Linked DNA regions of Sus scrofa: all the other regions are linked to region 3. The links are chromatin contacts, called in public Hi-C and HiChIP or PLAC-seq maps. All regions are on one chromosome and are shown on one strand. Each heading gives the region's core, a stretch centred on a gene start, on an enhancer-like site or on the middle of the called end of the contact. The rest is flanking DNA. Distances are from core to core; before and after follow the strand shown.

Evidence for each region. Hi-C and Micro-C count contacts between places; a contact is called where the count stands out from the background. HiChIP or PLAC-seq counts read pairs in DNA pulled down with a chosen protein or histone mark.
Region 1: a Hi-C map of epiblast stem cells shows a contact between it and region 3, with 2.0 times the contacts expected there. The contact joins the promoter of SLC36A1 here to the promoter of SLC36A3 in region 3. A contact is called at or near these places in 2 of 47 Hi-C or Micro-C datasets (embryonic fibroblasts and epiblast stem cells).
Region 2: an H3K27ac HiChIP or PLAC-seq map of alveolar macrophages shows a contact between it and region 3. The contact joins the enhancer-like site here to the promoter of SLC36A3 in region 3. A contact is called at or near these places in 7 of 47 Hi-C or Micro-C datasets (embryonic fibroblasts, epiblast stem cells, retroperitoneal adipose tissue and 2 more) and 2 of 2 datasets of contacts at active chromatin or transcription factors (alveolar macrophages and skeletal muscle).

The regions. Positions count from the first base shown.
Region 1 is chr16:71,587,070-71,591,216 of Sscrofa11.1, forward strand. It overlaps SLC36A1 (proton-coupled amino acid transporter 1), which reads right to left and starts at 2,463. Exons shown (of 11, transcript XM_003134140.5): 1 at 2,271-2,463. It overlaps LOC106506564 (a long non-coding RNA gene), which reads left to right and starts at 1,124. Exons shown (of 3, transcript XR_002339800.1): 1 at 1,124-1,651; 2 at 2,734-2,787.
Region 2 is chr16:71,807,088-71,810,745 of Sscrofa11.1, forward strand. The region is part of intron 6 of CCDC69 (coiled-coil domain-containing protein 69); the gene reads left to right. Among named protein-coding and RNA genes, the nearest start is that of CCDC69, 31 kb to the left of the region's middle. Within about 2 kb of position 1,539, at least 8 of the 83 cell types and tissues checked have an H3K27ac peak or open chromatin away from gene starts, as enhancers often do. A contact at or near this core is called in alveolar macrophages and retroperitoneal adipose tissue, where this site is marked.
Region 3 is chr16:71,686,837-71,690,683 of Sscrofa11.1, forward strand. It overlaps SLC36A3 (proton-coupled amino acid transporter 3), which reads left to right and starts at 2,375. Exons shown (of 10, transcript XM_021077076.1): 1 at 2,375-2,530. The coding sequence starts at 2,400. It overlaps SLC36A2 (proton-coupled amino acid transporter 2), which reads left to right. Exons shown (of 11, transcript XM_021077078.1): 11 at 2,110-2,628. The coding sequence ends at 2,381.

The DNA.
Region 1 (4,147 bases), core at 1,213-3,712, 100 kb before region 3:
TCAGGGTAGAAATAAGCACTATATTATCAATAGAGATGACTCTCCAGCCTCTGACCCTGGAAGAGGTAACAAGAACATAAAGGACTGAGACACTCACTGGCAAAGGGAGGAGGGATAAAAAGAAACAGTAGGAGTTTTCAACATGAGAATGGTTATCTGAGTAAAGGAGGAAGATAAAGCAGTCACAAGAGCAGACATCTGTTCCATCTACACAACTTCATGCCCTACGAAACAAGAGATTTGGTCCTAGAATTTCTCAGGCCTTCTGAGTTAGAAGAAACTCTAAAATTTTATCTAGTCCAACCCTCTACCCGACACGGTGATCCAATCTACTACATTCTCCAAAGTAACTGGCCAGGGACAAGGACCTCCAGCGACAGAGACCACCACGTTGTGATGTGAGAGCGCTAATTCTTTTAAAGCCCTTATTCAGGCTCATTCAAAACCACCTCCCTCCTGGTACTTCTATCCACAGGTCCAAGGTGTGGTCTTTGGAACACTACCCAAAAAAATGGAATCTACTTCCTCAGAGCACCTTTAAAATAGACAAAGACAGCACTGAGCACTTCAAGCTGCCACAGGGATAAGGTCAAATGAACAATATATGCTTTAAAGGGAAAACAAGAACTCAATAGCAGACAATTATAAATGGCTTTGTGACTGTTACAAAACAAAGGAAGACAGATTTAACATCATAAGTATAACTCTGCCAAAAACGGGCTGCATCCCAAACAGTCCCAAACTCAGAGCAAATGACCAAGTCTTTTGTCTCCTTTTGCTTCAAGGACATCTTTTAAAACAAACAAACAAAAAAACACAAACACACACAGTAAATGTACGAGTTACTTACTATAGCCTAGGCTCTCAACAAAATTCAAAGAGGGCCTTGATCATATTTAAAATAATAAAAGTTAAAATCATTTTCAGCTATCAGCATTAAGCTTAGACATAACACAGAGATAGGAAGAAAGAGGAGGTAGATTTCATGGCAACCACAAACAAGAAGGGAAACTGCCTCCTGGCCAACTGTATTAAGCCTTATTACAGACAGATACTAATATACACAGGGGAAAGAAAAAACCTTTCTGATTAGAAAACAAACAGCCTGAGATGCAAAGAATGGCAAAGCAGAAGGAGCCCTTCGAGATTCCACCCCATCACTGTGCAGACTGGGAAACCTACACCCAGGCAAGGATGGGAGTCACTCAAGGTTGCAAAGCCAACGGTCAGAACTAGAAGAAAATTTCCTGATTCTTCAATCTCGGTTCTTTCCATTACCTCACACTATCTACTTTCAGCAAGCCTCAAATAACTGCAAAACATCCATCCGAATAACCAGCATTCTTCGAATCTGACAAGCTACATTACAAATAAAGCAAAGGTCTTGACAGTCTTTAATGCCAGAGCTCTTCACAACCAGAGCTGGGAGCCACCTACCCCTCCCAGGAGCATACTCCGCCTCTTATTTCACGTTTTGGGATGGTTTACACAAAATTGCGTGACGGTTAGAAACAGAACCTACTGAATGATGAGTCTGCAGAAAAATCCTGAATACTGAAAACAGGGAACCACACCCAGAGCCGGATCCCAGCGAGAGAGAACGAAGAGCTACAAAAGGGGAGTGGAATGAAAGAGAAGGGGACACAAAAGGGTACGGTGACTTCTCACCTATTAAGTTTTTCGCAGGAGGCAGGGTAGTGAAAAGCAAAGAGCCGCTAGAGCTCAGGGAGACTTAGTTTCTCGTCGCACGTCTGCAACTAACTCACTGCATGACCGTAGGCAACCGCCACTCCTTAGACCTCAATCTCCGCAAGAGCCCTAGATGGGGGCTGTAAAAGATAATTTCCCAGAGTCCTTGCGGTTCCTTACTCTACGACTCAAAGACCCGCTACTAGCAAGTTCCAAGCAGGACTCCCACAGCGGGCAGGTCACTTGACCGCGACCTCCTGACCCCTCCAGGAACCTCCGCAGAAGCCCTGTGGTCGTTTGGTAATCTTTCCCATCTGTTTCCACACCTGTCAAACAGGTCAGGGAGGTCATGGGAGAAGAGCGCGAAGGACAAGGGATTCTCCAGCTCCCCTTCTCCCGGAGGGGTATGCACCACACCGCAGCTGCGGTCGGGGAGCCGAGGAGACTCGGACCCGCAGCCCAGGCCAGTCGGCCAGTCAGTGTCTAACCCGAAGCCTCTGCGGCGCGGGGAGGAAGGGGACATGGGTTCAGCAAAGGCGCTGACCCGCCGCCAGCCCCAGCCCGTCCGTGCACGGACTCACCGCTCGGGGTTCCGACTTGAGCTCTGGCTCCTGCTTCAGCCCAGCAGCCCACCTGTCCCTGCCTCAGCGTGGAACCCTTGCCATCTCCACCGCCGGCTGCCCTGGCAGCCGCTTCCGGGCCCCATCACGTGACCCAGGCGCCCAAACCCGAGAGCCGGGTCACGTGCTCCCGCGCGAGGCTGCTGCTTTCCTCTCGCGGGGCTCGGAAACTCAGTTCCGCACCGCCACCTCGCGGCCGGATGCTGCCCCTACAGGCAGCATGATGTGGCTGGGGACCGAGTCGGGCGTGGGAGATCCGAGCAGCTGCCGCCAGTCCAGAGTCGCAGCACCGTCCCCTGAGCTGTGGCTTGTGAGAGATTGCTCCGTTTTACACCCGCGGCCTTTTCTTTAACACGTCTCAATGGGTACTTGTTGCTTTTATCATCGAAAAATAGTACACTAAAAAAAAATCTCCTCTGGTCAGATTTTTAGACGTTTTACACAAACGGGAGCTTGCGACCGGACACAGAACTGTGAGGTAAGGCAACACTCTTTTTAAACATATTTACAATTGTGTGTGTGTGTCTTTTTAGGGCCTCACTGTGGCATATGGAGGTTCCCGGGCTAGGGGTCCAATTGGAGCTGCAGCTGCCGGCCTGCACCACAGCCGTGTCGGATTCGAGCCGCATCTGCTACCTACACCACAGCTCACAGCAGCGCTGAATCGCTGACCCACGGAGTAAGGCCAGGATCCAGCCTGAGTCCGCGTGCATACGAGTAAGACTTGTTGCCACTGAGCCAGGACGATGGGAACTCCTATTTTAAAAATTTAAGTGACCCTTTTATTTATTTTTTTATTATTATTATTATTTTGTCTTTTTGCCTTTTCTAGGGCTGCTCCCGCGGCATATGGAGGTTCCCAGGCTAGGGGTTGAATCGGAGCTGTAGCCACCGGCCTATGCCAGAGCCACAGCCACGCGGGATCCAAACCGCGTCTGCAACCTACACCACAGCTCACGGCAATGCCAGATCCTTAACCCACTGAGCAAGGGCAGGATCGAACCCCCAGCCTCATGGTTCCTAGTCGGATTCGTTAACCACTGCGCCACGACAGGAACTCCCAAGTAACCTTTTTAAATGAATGGCAACATTTCTGTATGTTTGAGGTGTATGTATTATCTAAGCTTCTCTTTCCTCCTCTTAGCAGATTTTACTTTTGAAAATTAACTACCCAGCCAAAAGAAATATATTGCTACAGCTACAAATGGATAAATCTTAAAATAATTATATCTGGATAAATCTTAATTATGCCAAGTGAAAGGGGGGAGGTCAGAAAAAAGAATCTGTTTATACAATATTCTAGAAATTTTAAAATAATCTACACTGACAGAAAGCACAGCAGTGGTTGTCTGGGAATGGATGAGGAGACCAGGAGAGGAAAGAGTGATTAGAAAGGGGCATAAGGAAACTTTCAAGGTGACCAATATATTATCTTGATTGTGGTGATGGTTGCACGAATATATATGTTGAAAGCTATGAAATTTAAATATGTGCAGTTTACTGTATGTAAATCATACCTCAATAAATCTGTTAAAATATTCACTAAATTGTATAAGTAAAACATTAACATATTTTATTAGAGCTATTAGGCAATGTATAAGTGTAGAAATAAGTGTATAAACAGTGGAAATTCCCCTTCTCCAAATTTATTCTCCTCTCCAAAGATTTATAGTTACCAGCATGTATTATCCTCCAAACCCTATGTATTTATAGAAATATCTTTATATAGACATGTGCAGATACCTGGTGTTAAAATTTAGGATCATAAATACCAGTAGTTATTGTTTTGCTTAACACTTTTTACTATCTGTGCTGTTTTCTTTTATTTTAGCCTTTTT
Region 2 (3,658 bases), core at 289-2,788, 120 kb after region 3:
CGCTCATCCCCGGGTCCCAGGACATTCAGGTCATTTCTAGCCTCAGGCAATTATGAAAAGAGCTCTTCTGAACATTTGTGTTCCCGTTGCTGTGTGTTCATAAATTTTGGGTAAATACCTAGGAGTGAAACGGTCATATGATAAATGTAAGTTCAGCTTTAGAAGAAATGACTAGGAAGTTCCCTTGGGGTACAGCAGGTTAAGGACTCAGCCTTGCTGCAGCTGTGCTGCAGCTGTGGTTCGATTCCTGGCCCAGGAACTTCCTCATGCCTCAGTTTGGCCAAAAAACAAAAACAAAAGAAATGACCAAACTGCTTTCCTTAGGGGCCATCATTTTACATTCTTATCAGTGATAGGCAAGTTCCACTGTTCCGTCTCACCAACACTTGTCAATAATTTTTATTTTCATTCTAATATGATATCTAATGATAATTAGTGATATCTCATTGTAGGTGTAATTTTCATTTCAATAATCTTTGGGATTTTGTTTTTGTTTGGGTTTTTTTTTTTTTTTTTTTTTTTTTTTTTCCGCCTTTGGCTGCACCTGTGGCATGAGGAAGTTCCTGGGCCAGGGAGCGAACCGGCACTATAGCAGTGACGTGGGCTACTGCGGTGACAACACTGATCCTTAACCAGCTGCACCAGAAGGGAATCCTGCATTTCAATAATCTAATTGTGTCTCTTGTGTTTATTTTCTGTCTGTATGTCCTCTTTGGTCAAACATCTCTTCAAATCTTTTGCTCATTATAATTAGCTTGTTTGTTTTGACTGTTGAGTTTATATGTACACAAATATATATTTATATAAACATATTTATTTATTTATTTAGGTCTTTTTATGGCCACAGCCAGGGCATATGGAAGTTCCCAGGCCAGGAGTTGAATCTGAGGCACAAGTGGGTCAATGCCAGATTCTTTAACCTGATGTTCCTGGCTGGGGCTGGAACCCCTCCCCAGTGACCTGAGCCAGCCACTGCAGTCAGGTTTTTAACCCACTGCGCCCTGGCAGGAAGTCCAAGAGACCTTCATATATTTTAGATATAAATCCTTTGTAATTGCAAGTATTTTCTCCTAGTCTGTGTGGGTGGCTTTTTAAAATTATTATTCTCTTAATAGCCTTCACAAAGCAAAGCTTTTAACTTTGATAAATTCCAAGTTATTTTTTCTTTTATTAGTTATGCTTTTGGTGTCTTGTCTAAGAACTCTTTGCTGAACTCCTGGTAATGAAGATCTAGGTTTTCTTCCAAAAGTTCCATGGTTTTAAGTTTTCATTTAGATCTATGATCCATATAATCATATGATTTTTTTCTTCTTCAGATTAATATGGTAGATTGCATTGAGTTTCAGATTTTGAACTAGCCTTATATTCCTGGCCAACCCCCCCCCCAAAAAAAAACTACCCATGCGGTCTTTTTGTATATTACTGAATTTGATTTGCTAATGTTTTCTTGAAGATGTTACTGTGTTCATAAGAGCTGGTCTGTAGTTCCCTTTTTTGTGCTGTTTCGTTTTAGCGTCAGAGGAAAGCTTGCCTCATAGAATGAGTTGGGAAATGTCACTTCCTCTTCTTTCTCTGGAAGAGATTGTATAGAGCCGACACTATATATATGGGCCACATCCACAGTGTGTGGAAATTCCTGGGATCCAACCCACACCACAGCAGTGACCTGAACCACTGCAGTGACAACCACTATGCCACAAGGGAACTTGGTACTATATCACTTTTAAATATTTGCTAGAATGTGTCCGTGAAACCTAAAGATTTGAGCAGACATTCGACCAAAGAGGATTTACTGGCAGCAAATAAACACAAGGAAAGATGTGCTTTGACATTGCTTTTCCAGAAAGCATCGACGTACATATGTCACGTCTTTAATAGTTAAAGGAACGTCCTGGTTGTGTATTTTTCCTTGGATGAGTTTTTGTAGTTGGTAGTGCTTCCGGAATTGGTTCTTTTTATCTAAGCTGTCAAGTTTATGTGCGTAGAATTGTTCATAGTGGGCCCTGACTATTGTGTTAAATGTCATTTCTGTCTATAAGGATAGCCCCTCTTTAGTTTCTGTAACTGGTAATCTGCATTCTCTTTTTTGTCAGTCTTGCTTAAAGTTGATCAATTTTATTAATCCTTTCGAAGAACCAGTTTTTATTTTCACTGATTTTTCCCCATTTCTCTGTTTCCAATCTCATTGGTCTCTGTTCTTTTTATTTCCTTCCTTATGCTTGCTTTATATTTAGTTAGCTCTTTTCTCCCTTTCTTAAAGTAGAATCTTATTGATTTGAGACCTAACACTTAGTGCTATAAATTTTCCCTTAGGTACTGCATTATCAACTACAAAGTTGATATTTTATGTTTTTATTTTTGTCTAGTTTAAAATATCTGATTTCCCTTGAGACGTCTTCTTTGGCTCTTGGGTATTTAAAAGTGCATTTCACAAGTTCCCATCATGGTTCAGTGGTTAATGAATCTGAATAGGAACCATGAGGCTGCAGGTTCGATCCCTGGCCTTGCTCAGTGGGTTAAGGATCCAGCGTTGCCGAGAGCTGTGGTGTAGGTCACAGATGTGGCTCAGATCCCATGTTGCTGTGGCTCTGGTGTAGGCCGGTGGCTACAGCCCTGATTCGACCCCTAGACTGGGAACCTCCATATGCCGTGAGAGCGGCCCTAGAAAAGGTAAAAAGACAAATAAATAAATAATAAAAGTGCATTTCCTTCTAAGGTTTGGAGCTTTTCCAGTTCCTTTTTGTTACTGATTTCCAGTTTGGTTCCATTGTGGTCGAGGAACATAGTTTATATTTCATTCCTTTTAGAATTTGTAAAGGCTTGTTTGTGATTCAGGGTATGATCTATCTTGTGAATGTTTCATGTGCACTTGAAAAGAATATATATTCTGATTTTAGAAATGAATCAAATCAAGTTGTTGATGGTGTCGTTCAGTTCTCTATTCTGAGTGTCTACCTTTTCTATCTGAGGAGTGTTCAACTATGTCCAGGTTGGTTCCATTATGGTCAGATAACAGTTTATATCTCATTCTTTTTATAATTCGTAAAGCCTTGTTTATGAGGAATGTTGAAATCTTCACCTGTAATTATGCATTTGTCTGTTTCTCCTTTCAGTTCTGTCTTTGCTTCATATAATTTGAAGACCGATTGCAGGTATATAAATATTTAATATTCTTATGTCTTCCTGGAGACAGGACGGACCCCTTTATCATGATGTAATGTACTTCATCCCTGAAAATCTTCCTTATTCTTGAATGTTGCTTTTCTACTCTTTTACTTCTAACCTACTAATGATATATTTAAAGTGGGTACCTTATAAATAGGACATAGTTGGGTTTGTTTGCTTGTTTTTCATCTTTTTAGGGCTGCACCCGTGGCATATGGAAGTTCCCAGGCTAGGGATCTAATCGGAGCTACAGCTGCTGGCCTATGTCAGAGCCACAGCAATGCCAGATCTGAGCTGCTTCTGTGACCTACACTACAACTCATGGCAACACCTGATCCTTAACCCACTAAGTGAGGTCAGGGATCAAACCCGCAACCTCATGGTTCCTAGTCAGATTCATTTCTGCTGAGCCACGATGGGAACCCTGGGGTTTTCTTTTTACATCCCTTTCTTTTATTTGGACTGTTTAGACAATTTAATGTTATTGATATGG
Region 3 (3,847 bases), core at 1,125-3,624:
TCTGTTCCGTATTTCATAGTATTTATTCAGTCCTTCTAAGAATTCATTTGAGGTAGGACTGTGGTAAACCCTACATTACAAATGAGAAAGCTGAAGCAGGGAGTGGTAAATAATAGAGCAGGAAATGCCAATGATGGTATTTGAACCCAAGTCATCCAAGTTCAGACCTATTACCCTTCACCTCCAGGACAGAGATTGAAAATAGTGGCCAGTGAGTCTAATCTGGCATCAGAGGTAAGTCGTTTCACCCTCACAATGCTATATAAATTTAGGCCAACATTAAAAATGGGGAGCGATCTCCCATACAAATGCAGATTTCTAATGCTGGGGGGTGAATAAAATGATTTGGCAAACCTAGGGTCACATTCCCTATTGGCAGCAGTCTGCCGATGGGCCCCATTCACCACTGGCTTCAGCTGGCCCCACTCACCACCTCTGCAGCCCTCTTTGTGCTCCAGGCCCTGTGATCCAGGGTGCCTCTTATCATAAATATTTTAGTGGAGGCAAAGATGATAGAAATGCCTGCACTGTGTGTGGCATGGCCCAGCTGTACCTAAGGCTCCTTTTAATTGTGATTCTTGCTGTGCTCGAACCAGCCCATATAAATCATGAGACCCTAATTTTTCTTCCTTTGAAGTCATTTATCCCAAGTTGCCCTAGGAGGCAGGGACAATACCATTCAGAACATTAGCGACTCCAGAGAGATCAATGAATTTGGCCCAAATATGAAGATAGCAACAGTTCCTTAAGCTTTTGCGTGCATTGCCCTAATCAATACAGATGAGTAAATTTAAAGTGATAATAAAAATAACTTTTCTGAGTGCTTTACATCCATTAACTCATTTAAAACTTTAACCCCATTTGCACTATGAACCATGATACCTAAAAGGATGTATACCAGGAAGAAATAAGCTAAGAAATGGGTAGAGACTCACCCAGGGCCACACAAGGAGAAGCCTTGTTTTGTCCTGTTGTACCACACTCCATCACGGGAGGACTGGGGGAGTCCTCTGGCGCTTTCTTTGTAACCAGGAAAATTGTCCATCAAGTAAACAAAAAAATGCAAAAGCCCAAGCCTGTAAAACATCCTACCAAAAAAAATGTATGTATACATCGAAGTTTAAAATCTTGAGCTTTATGTTTTGTAGTTAGACGTTTTCTGACATATACGTAAAACCTGGAGAAGACACTCCTTTAAAGAGACCCTGTGATCTTGGTCCCCCCGAAGACCCGTTTCTCCTATAAATAATTTCACAGTCTAATTGTTTGCGAGTAAGAGGTATTTGTCGTCACGTTAATTATTAAAATGTTAGTTCCATGAAGATGGGGGGGGGGGGGCTGTCTGTTGTGTACACTGATATATTCCAAACAGTTATGGCAGTTCCCAGCACTGCTATTTAGTGTTGTTTGTTAAATAAGAGCTTAATCATTGAACATGTAGAGATTCAAAATGTACCTCTGTGGCATGAAAATCATCTGAAGCTAAAAGCATTAGAACAAGCAGCTGGGGTTGTGGAGAACTTTATCTAAACTTCCTTTGCTAGATTAAGCAGGAGCTTCTGAAAAATACAAGCACCAGAAACCCCCTTTCTGGGAGATTTTCAGTCAGGAGACTCAGCGTCATCACAGACTGAGTAATTACTTACATTATCAGGGAATGTCACACCTTCGACTTGTTCTTGCATGGACGCTATTTCTTCCCCATCTAGTTCCCCTTTTGAAGTGGGTATATGAACGAACCCCTGTCTTTGTCTGGGGAGCCAATTCGTATGAAGGTTCCCCAGCCCTAAATAAACTTTCTCTTTCCTCCTGTTAATCTGTCTATTGTCAGTTAAATTCACAGGTCTCTAATCACAGAACCTAAATGGGTAGAAGGAACGTTTTTCTTCCCAACAATATGCATGTGTATATTTGAAAAATGATTGAAATGTTACTGTGTAACCTCTAGTGAATGTGATTGGGGGTATTACAGGAATTTCAGTTTTTCTATATACAACTGAATTATGAGAAACAGCTGGTATATGTTCTAAGAAAAAGGATTTTTAAAACAAACTTTAAAACTCTGGCTAAGCCTGAGGAAATCCATCTACCCTGTATCACCTCCTGCAGGCGTCTTGGCCATCCTCGTCCCCCGCCTGGACCTGGTCCTCTCCCTGGTGGGCTCCGTGAGCAGCAGCGCCCTGGCCCTCATCATCCCGCCCCTCCTGGAGATCGCCACCTACTACTCGGAGGGCATGAGCCCCCTCACCATCATCAAGGATGCCCTGATCAGCATCCTGGGCTTCTTGGGCTTTGTGATGGGGACCTACCAGGCCCTGGATGAGCTGATCCAGTCCCGAGACTCTCTCACCTTTTCCAACTCCACCCTTTTTATTCAGTAAAAAAAAGCACTTCTTCTTATGTACCGGCACCTGACTTTTGATGATAGAAATCTCTTTTATATACATCATCTATATTTTGCCGTTTTACCTCTCTCTGGGCCACATCACAGTGAAACAAGCACGGACTCACCAGCTACAAGGTCTATACGGTAATTTTTAAATTTTTTTTGTTGTTGTTATTTATTTCCTTTCCATCTCTGGCTTTCCACTACACTGAGAGCTCTTCCAATGAAGGCTTTTGAGTTGATCCAACGTTTCGGCAATTCATGTTCACACCTTGAGTGGGGCTATGCAAGAGGAAGCCACCAGGGGGCATCCAAGAGGCAGCAACTGACAGAAGGAGGTGCAGCCAGCTAAGGCTGTTGGTGATTTGGTAGACAAAGGGTTTTCTTTTCTCTAGATCTGTTTAAAGAGCAGCAAAGATTAGGAGTGGGGACATAATCCATAACCCAGAAAGGTGTGCATAGATAGCTCCAGCATCAAGATGGATAGGATGCAGAGATCCAGTGTGAGTTGCAACTCTCAGAAAGGAGCCATCATTTTGTGTGTGTGTGTGTGTGTGTGTGTGTGTGTGTGTGTGTGTGTGTGTGTGTCTTTTTGTCATTTCTTGGGCTGCTCCTACCACATATGGAGGTTCCCAGGCTAGGGGTTGAATCAGAGCTGCAGCCACCGGCCTACACCAGAGCCACAGCAACTCGGGATCCGAGCCGTGCCTGCGACCTACACCACAGCTCACAGAAACGTCGGATTCTTAACCCACTGAGCAAGGGATCGAACCCTCAACCCCATGGTTCCTAGTCGGATTCGTTAACCACTGCGCCACAACAGGAACTCCAAGCCATCATTTTTAAGTCAAGGGCAACAAACTTTCCAAACCACTGGATAAAGTTTTGGCCCAGTTCAAAGATCTCAACAAAGGATAGGCATCACAGAAGTGGATTTGCCAATGGCAGGGGGGTTGGGAGCAGGATGGACAATGACATGATTTCATTATTTACCTCTTGATTCTTGCAACAAGCATTCTTGCTTACCCACCATGCACCAAACATGGTTCAAGATTCTTGTAGTAGATTACAGATTCCTCCTGACAAAGTGACTTTGCAGCTCCTCCCATCAAGAGGTGACATGTGTATCTCTTCTCTTCGAACCTTGTCTTGGCCTTGTAACTTGCTTTGGTCAATAGAACATTAGTAAATGTGATGCCAGCAGAGGTTTGGTGATGGCTTATGCATCAGAATTTTCATCTGGATGCTCTGTGGAGCCAAGAGCACCAGGGGAAGAAGCCTGTTGGAGGATGAGAGACCCTATGGAGCAGACATGAATCATTCCAGTTGAGCCCCAACTCCTAGAACAACTAGCCTGCCAACTTCCAGACACGTGAGTGAAGTATCTCAGGCTACATACAGCCCCAGTCAGTCTGGCCCAGACCTTCATTATTGTTTGGACGATCCACAGAATTATGAAAA